Linked DNA regions of Canis lupus: region 2 is linked to region 1. Evidence: chromatin contacts called from public Hi-C data. All regions are on one chromosome and are shown on one strand. Each heading gives the region's core, a stretch centred on a gene start, on an enhancer-like site or on the middle of the called end of the contact. The rest is flanking DNA. Distances are from core to core; before and after follow the strand shown.

Region 1 (3,214 bases), core at 500-2,999:
GCTAAAGCAGAGATTAGAGGGAAAATTACAGCAAATGCTTCTATTAGAAAAAAAGAAAGGTCTCAACTCAATTACTAAGCTTCTACCTTAAGAAATTAGAAAAAGAATGGAAAATTAAACCAAAAGCAAGCAGGGAGAAGAAAATAATAAAGAGCAAAAATCAATGGCATGAAAAACACAAAACCTACTACTAAGAGAAAAATCAACGAAATCGATAAATCTCTAGTCAGATTGATCAGGAAAAAAAGACACAAATGACCAACACTTGGAATGAAGAAGAAACATTATAAATCCTAAAATATCAAAAGATGATTCCTGCCCCTGAAGAGTTTATAATCTAGTTGATAGGGCAGGCTCTACGCACAGAGAAAAATGAACAATCTTATACTTGAATCAACAACAACAATAACTTTAATGAGAATCCATCACCTATTATATGCCAGAAAAGGTTCTAAGTACTTTTTATATATTAAATATTTTAATCATCACAACCATAATAGGTAGATACCATTATTTACTCCAGTCTACAGAAATGTACCTTAGGCACTCGCCCAATGTAGATACGGTAATGGTAGATACAATTTAGTAACTGAGACTCAGGAGGAGAAATCAGGACAAGGAGGAGAAAAGAGGATTGCACTGGCCTTGGGAATTTGTCATGGAAGACATAAGGCCTAAGCTATCTCTTGGAAGGTCTCTCCTGACGTCTACCAAGATTTACACTAGGTGTCGCAATCTGATATTAGATCTACTAGAGATCTAGTACTTCAACACAGTAGCTTACACCCACGTTTCAGCTGCTTCAACAAGCATTTATCGAATACTTACTGTGTTTTCGGCTCTGGGATCATAGACCCAGGCAGAAGATCTACTGAATATGTATATACAACATGCACCCTACTGGTAGATGTCACGGAGCCACAGTCCTCGCTCTCAAAAAGCTCAGAGTCTAGTTAGTTGTGTGTGTGTGTGTGTGTGTGTGTGTGTGCAAACAAATTAGAAAGCAACTGAGACTAGGTGGTAATTATGAGCGAACCTGAATAATATTATATACGAGTCCAGGAAAACGGAAGATTAGTGTGTTATCCAGAGCTTCATGAAGGAGAGGCATTGGATTTGAATACTGAAAGACTAATCATACATATAAAGAGAGAGAGAGAAGAGGGGCAATACCAGCTGTTGATGAGGAAAATTCAGGTGGGAATCAACAGCCTGCTTAGCTAAATGTAGGTGATGCCAGAAGATGGCTAAAGATAAAGCTGAACATGCAAAGCAGGTGGAGCAATAAAAGTTGGGGCATAAAAATTAGGTTGAATCCCAGATTTTTGTTGAAAATGTAGGCTTGATAAATTTCTCCCCTAAATTCTAACTAAATTATTCTGTTTTATTCAGGCAAGAGAAAGGGCATAAACACAAGAGGGAGTGCAGAGATCTCCCAAAGCAATAGAGAAAAATGTTTCAGTGATCATTTGCTATGCATGTCATTTCCCTGGGAACTCAGAAATATCAATAAAAATTAAAATAGAGAAGAAATATACCTAATCCAAGATTTTATTGATTTTTAAAAGACAAAAGCTTCTTTAAGCAATTAACATGCATCACTGATGCCACCAAACATCATCAAACCATGTAAGAGGAAGCTTAGAGTAATACAATCACTGATACTCCTGTGGGCTGGTAAAGTGGCTGCTGTGCTCAAATGACAGGGCACTGGGTCTTCAGGGTGTCCAAGGGATATTCCCACCGCAATCCATCAGCAGACTGGCAAGTGTTCTTAGTGACAGGAACACACAGCCCAGGAATACAGTCCTACCCTCGCTTGTGGCTCACAGCACCTCAGCGCAGGGCTGCTCTCCTGGCTCCCTCTAATGGCCCCAAATACCAATTAAGCAGCTTCATCATCTCTGTATCTATATTGGAACATAGGTATCAAGTTTGAATGCCTGATGAGACTAATTAAGTGCTTTGCAGGAGTGTGAGGTAATCAGTCCTGGAAGGGAAGGGGGAGAAAGGCAATGCCCAGAAGTGGATCTGACATGGTTCCTGTCCCTGTTGAAGTTTCATAAGATCACAGCCGAAAGAACATTCTACCATAAATTGAAAGGCTCTGCATTAACAGCAGGAAACAAAAACCCATTTCACAACTCATCCCCTACTAATGCAGCACACCCACCGCAAATCCTCAAGTCGTCGCGTTGTCCTATATCGCCACCTAACGTCCACAGGCAAGTGCATGCTAACACTAGCTGAGCCCAAAAAGTGACATTTTTTCTGCAAAGCCCTTCCAAGGGCTTCCAGGTAGACCTAGCTGTTCACGTCAGGATTCCTAGTGTGATTCCTCATTCTACTCCAGGGCATACCGGTGAAAATGTAATAATGAATTTATTTTATGAGAGTTAAAATCCCATTCTGTGGATTGCCCTCAAGTGCTTTGAAACTGCAAACTCTGTAAACTGCTCCCCGGGATGACTTTTTCCTTTTCTCTCTCTCTTTCTTTTTTAGAGGAGGGGGGCAGGCAGAGGGAGAGGAAAAATCCCAAGCAGTCTCCCTGTCCAGTGCGGAGCCCCACGCCGCGCTTGACCTGAGATCATGACCTGAGCCAAAAATCCAGAGTCAGGTGCTTAACCAACTGAGCCACCCAGACACCCCAGGATGACTCTTGACCCTCAGCATACATCTGACTCCCCACTTTTCCTTCTCACGATCTTCTATTATTGGAGTATGGATCCCGTCTACAGAGTGCATACACTTTGAAAGCATTCTTTGCCGCATGAGATATAACTGGGAAGAGAGGGCTGTATCAGAAATGCACCCAAATTGTTCATAACACCAGCATTTGATTGGCTTTACAATTGGTTCATTTTGTAGATTCACCCTTTCCCTCCTTCTACTCCTGCAACCACACAGTGGGAAAGAGAAAGAGATTTTTTTTAAGATTTTATTTATTTATTTATGAGAGACACAGAGAGAGAGAGAGAGAGGCAGAGACACAGGCAGAGGGAGAAGCAGGATCCACGCAGGGAGCCCAACGTGGGCCTTGATCCCCGGTCTCCAGGGTCACGCCCCGGGCCAAAGGCAGGTGCTAAACCGCTGACCCACCCAGGGATCCCCGAGAAAGAGATGTTAATGAATAATCAAAACTCAACAGAATATGACAAAAATAATTCCAAGGATTAATTACTTCAGAGACCCCATCTCCTTCCAAGCAATCTTT
Region 2 (3,731 bases), core at 63-2,562, 720 kb before region 1:
TTGTACTAAGCCAGACACAGAAGTGCTGCCCAGACTTGATTCACATTCTTGGGATTATTGCTGATTTGAAGCTTTCATGCTTAGTAGCGATGGCATGAGGAAATGGAATCTGGTAATAATTGGGCAGATTCATCCAGGCCCACCTGTTAGCTGCTGGTGGGTACAGATGTTCTCTAGCTGGCCACTAAAAACACTAAAACGTTAATATATTTTCTCTGCCAACATCCTGCCATATTCCTAATTTTACTGCTCTTGGTAGGAACTTCTCGTGGGGGACGGGAAAGTTTTTCAATTTCAGGTTCAAGGAAAGGAAGTTGTGTTTATGAAATAACTCGAGGGGTCTGCAGCTCTCAAGCTCCCATAAAACCTCAGTGTTTGAACTGGTTTTGCAAAAGGTTCCATACAGCTTCCCTGTTGGGCACGAATCTTCTTACGTATACATTTAATTATGGACATATATGGTGTGTTCTATCTTCGTGCAAGGATGACTGAAGCAAGAAGCTATGTGTCTGCAGAATTAGTTTCTGGGTGAGGCACTTGGTGACTATTCTCGGGCTGGAAACAGTGCCGTCACCCAGAATTCACGATCTTGAGGACAAAGATGGTCAGACCTGAAGCTTCAAAAGCCCTTCAGAACTCTGCTGACGTTAGCCAAGCTCGAGGAGCTCCGAGGGCCCCAAATGCCTACTTACCTGGTCTACACAGAGCAAAGCACCTTGAGTGTATTGGGCGGGGCGGGGCGGGGTGTGGACCCATGTTGCATACGTGCTGCAGGTGCTTCTTTACGATAGAGCTTGCTGGGGTCCACCCTTTATGTTCTGATAGGTGAACTAGGCAGGACCTGGACAGTGCTGTGTGCACAGAGTTGCCTGTAGGGTGACAAAACTGTGGTGTTAGGGACTGCCCAGGGGCCTGGAGCTGTTGCACCCGCCAGGAAGGGGTTGGACCTGACAAGCAGAGCTCAGTCCCTGGGCAGACTGGGTGAGCCCGGGGGCACCCCTGGGTGCTGGGTCCTGGTTGTGTGTAAGCAGTGCCCTTCCTGCGGACTACCCAATGATGCTGCACCCTTCCTTGGGCTGTGCTCAGGTCTACACTTAACCTGGAAGCTTTTCATGTGCATCTTTTTTAAATCTGTAGAATTTAGATTTTTTTGTTGTTGTTGTTTGGCTTAGTAGAATGTTGGGAGACTTTTTTGGAGGGACGCGGGAGGTAGAGGCAGGCACCGTCCCGCTCATCTGCCTACCTGGGCTCGATCCTTCATGTCACAGCTGCTGGCCTGTGTTGCTGTCCCTTCACGGGCACCCCGGGGGGGTCCCCTCCGTGTCCCTGTGGCTGCTGGGGGGGCCCACACTCGGGGATCACGCCCCACCCTCACATGGGCTCTATAGCCACGGAGGATTTGGGAAGAATTCAGAGTGCTGAAACGCAGGGTGCCTGCTGTCCAGTCAGGATTTGTTTTTTAACTGACGGCCCTGCTTCGCCCTGCTTTTCCTGGTACGATAGTTCTCTATGATTCCATGTCGTCTTTTTTTCGTGACTACAAAATTATAATAGAGACAGATTTTTCATTCCGAAAAAGTGTTCACCTTAACCCCAGCAAAAAAACAAAATGAACAAGTGGACTTTTCATCTTTAATGACAAATTACTCTTGTAGTTAGTGGTTAGACAAATTATGCTTATAACTAATAAGTGTGGGCATCGGTTTTTATTAGCACCTTTGGACACTTGTTGATCTAAAAGTGCTGGTCGTTAGCAAAAGTAATAAGGCAGGATCAAAGTGTCATTCATAATTAGGTCTTGTTAAAGCTCTTTAAAAGAGCTCTCTACCTTGGAAGTGAGTTGGTTTACTTCTCATGAACCTTTGCATACAGATGTACTTTCTTTTCTTTTCTTTTCTTTTCTTTTCTTTTCTTTTCTTTTCTTTTCTTTTCTTTTCTTTTTTTTTTTTTAAGATTTTGTTTATTTATTCATGAGAGACGCAGGCAGAGGGAGAAGCAGGCTCCATGCAGGGAGCCTGATGTGGGACTTGATCCTGGGACTCCAGGACCACGCCCTGGGCCAAAGGCAGGTGCTCAACTGCTGAGCCACCCAGGTGCCCCTGTATTTTTATTTAAAATATGAAAGCAAATAAGAACAAAAGCAGAAGCAAACCTCCATAGACTCTGGTTTCAGTTGCAAACAGTTTCGTTTTCAGGTGCCACCACTACAGGTACGCCAGGTACTCCGAGGCACAGGGGGCAGCTCCCTTGATAGTAGTAAGTGGGAGTCTCCACCTTTGGCTGAGGACTGAAGACAAAGCCAGACCCTCTCTGGGGCCAAAAGTGGGTGGGGAGGGGAAACCCAGTACCAGAGGGAGGGAGGAGAATGCTCTGCAGCCACACAGTGACCTAAGTGCTGAATCTACTTCCGGGTTTTACTGGTAGTCCCAGTGCTGATTATTGTTTTAGCGCCATAGTAATTCCCCAGATGTCTTGGTTAAACTGTACTTGGGAAAGGTGGTCTCCATTGTCGGGGAGTGGGAGGGGGAGTCTCAGATCCAAGATGAGTGGTGAGCACTGTCAGATCTAAGAGGAGTGGTGAACACTCTTGGATCCAAGGTCAGTGGTGAACAGGCTCAGATCCAGGATGAGTGGTGAACAGTCTCGGGTCCAGGGTGAGTGGTGAGCACTCAGATCTAGGAGGAGTGGTGAGCACTCTCAGATCCATGGTCAGTGGTGAGCACTCTTGGATCCAGGAGGTGTGGTGAGCACTCTCGGATCCAGGGTGAGTGGTGAGCACTCTCAGATCCAAGGTCAGTGGTGAGCACTCTTGGATCCAGGAGGAGTGGTGAGCACTCTCAGATCCAAGGTCAGTGGAGAGTACTCTCAGATATAAGGTCAGTGGTGAGAGCACTCTTAGATCCAGGATGAGTGGTGAGCACTCTCAGATTACAAGGTCAGTGGTGAGCACTCGGATCCAGGGTGACTGGTGAGCACTCAGATCTAGGATGAGTAGTGAGCACTCTCAGATCCAGGGTGACTGGTGAGCACTCTTGGATCCAGGGTGAGTGGTGAGCACTCAGATCTAGGATGAGTAGTGAGCACTCTCAGATCCAAGGTCAGTGGTGAGCACTCGGATCCAGGGTGACTGGTGAGCACTCTCAGATCCAGGATGAGTAGTGAGCACTCTCAGATCCATGGTCAGTGGTGAGCACTCTTGGATCCAGGAGGAGTGGTGAGCACTCTCGGATCCAGGGTGAGTGGTGAGCACTCAGATCTAGGATGAGTAGTGAGCACTCTCAGATCCAAGGTCAGTGGTGAGCACTCTCAGATCCAGGATGAGGGGTGAGCACTCTCGGATCCAGGAGGAGTGGTGAGCACTCTCAGATCCAGGGTGACTGTGAGCACTCTCGGATCCGGGATGAGTGGTGAGCACTCTCAGATCCAGGATGAGGGGTGAGCACTCTCGGATCCAAGGTCAGTGGTGAGCGCGCTCATCGAGTCGTGGGCTGTGTCCTGAGAGCCCCTGGAGATGCCCCTTCTCCGAAGCTCAGGTCTGACTGAGGCTGGGACGCAGCCAGTGCCATAGCTGTCTTCTGTAAGGGACTGATTTCCGGGAGAGACCCCCGAGGCCCCGCTAGGCCCCGGACCCGGGGAGTTGTTGGGAGCTGCGCTGCGCCGATGGAGGCGGGGCGGGGTCACGGCAGCTCTTGCCGGCTTGGACGAGCAGAGGAGGTCCTCGTGTACGCGGC

Evidence for each region. A called contact is a pair of places that touch in the nucleus more often than the background predicts.
Region 2: a contact with region 1 is called in a Hi-C map of skin fibroblasts, with 5 times the contacts expected there. The contact joins two enhancer-like sites. A contact is called at or near these places in 2 of 9 Hi-C or Micro-C datasets (amygdala and skin fibroblasts).

What each region holds. Positions count from the first base shown.
Region 1 is chr19:52,837,371-52,840,584 of UU_Cfam_GSD_1.0, reverse strand. No RefSeq gene overlaps it. Among named protein-coding and RNA genes, the nearest start is that of MMADHC, 8.7 kb to the right of the region's middle. Within about 2 kb of position 1,749, at least 3 of the 20 cell types and tissues checked have an H3K27ac peak or open chromatin away from gene starts, as enhancers often do.
Region 2 is chr19:53,553,697-53,557,427 of UU_Cfam_GSD_1.0, reverse strand. The region is part of intron 2 of RND3 (rho-related GTP-binding protein RhoE); the gene reads left to right. Among named protein-coding and RNA genes, the nearest start is that of RND3, 8.9 kb to the left of the region's middle. Within about 2 kb of position 1,312, at least 4 of the 20 cell types and tissues checked have an H3K27ac peak or open chromatin away from gene starts, as enhancers often do.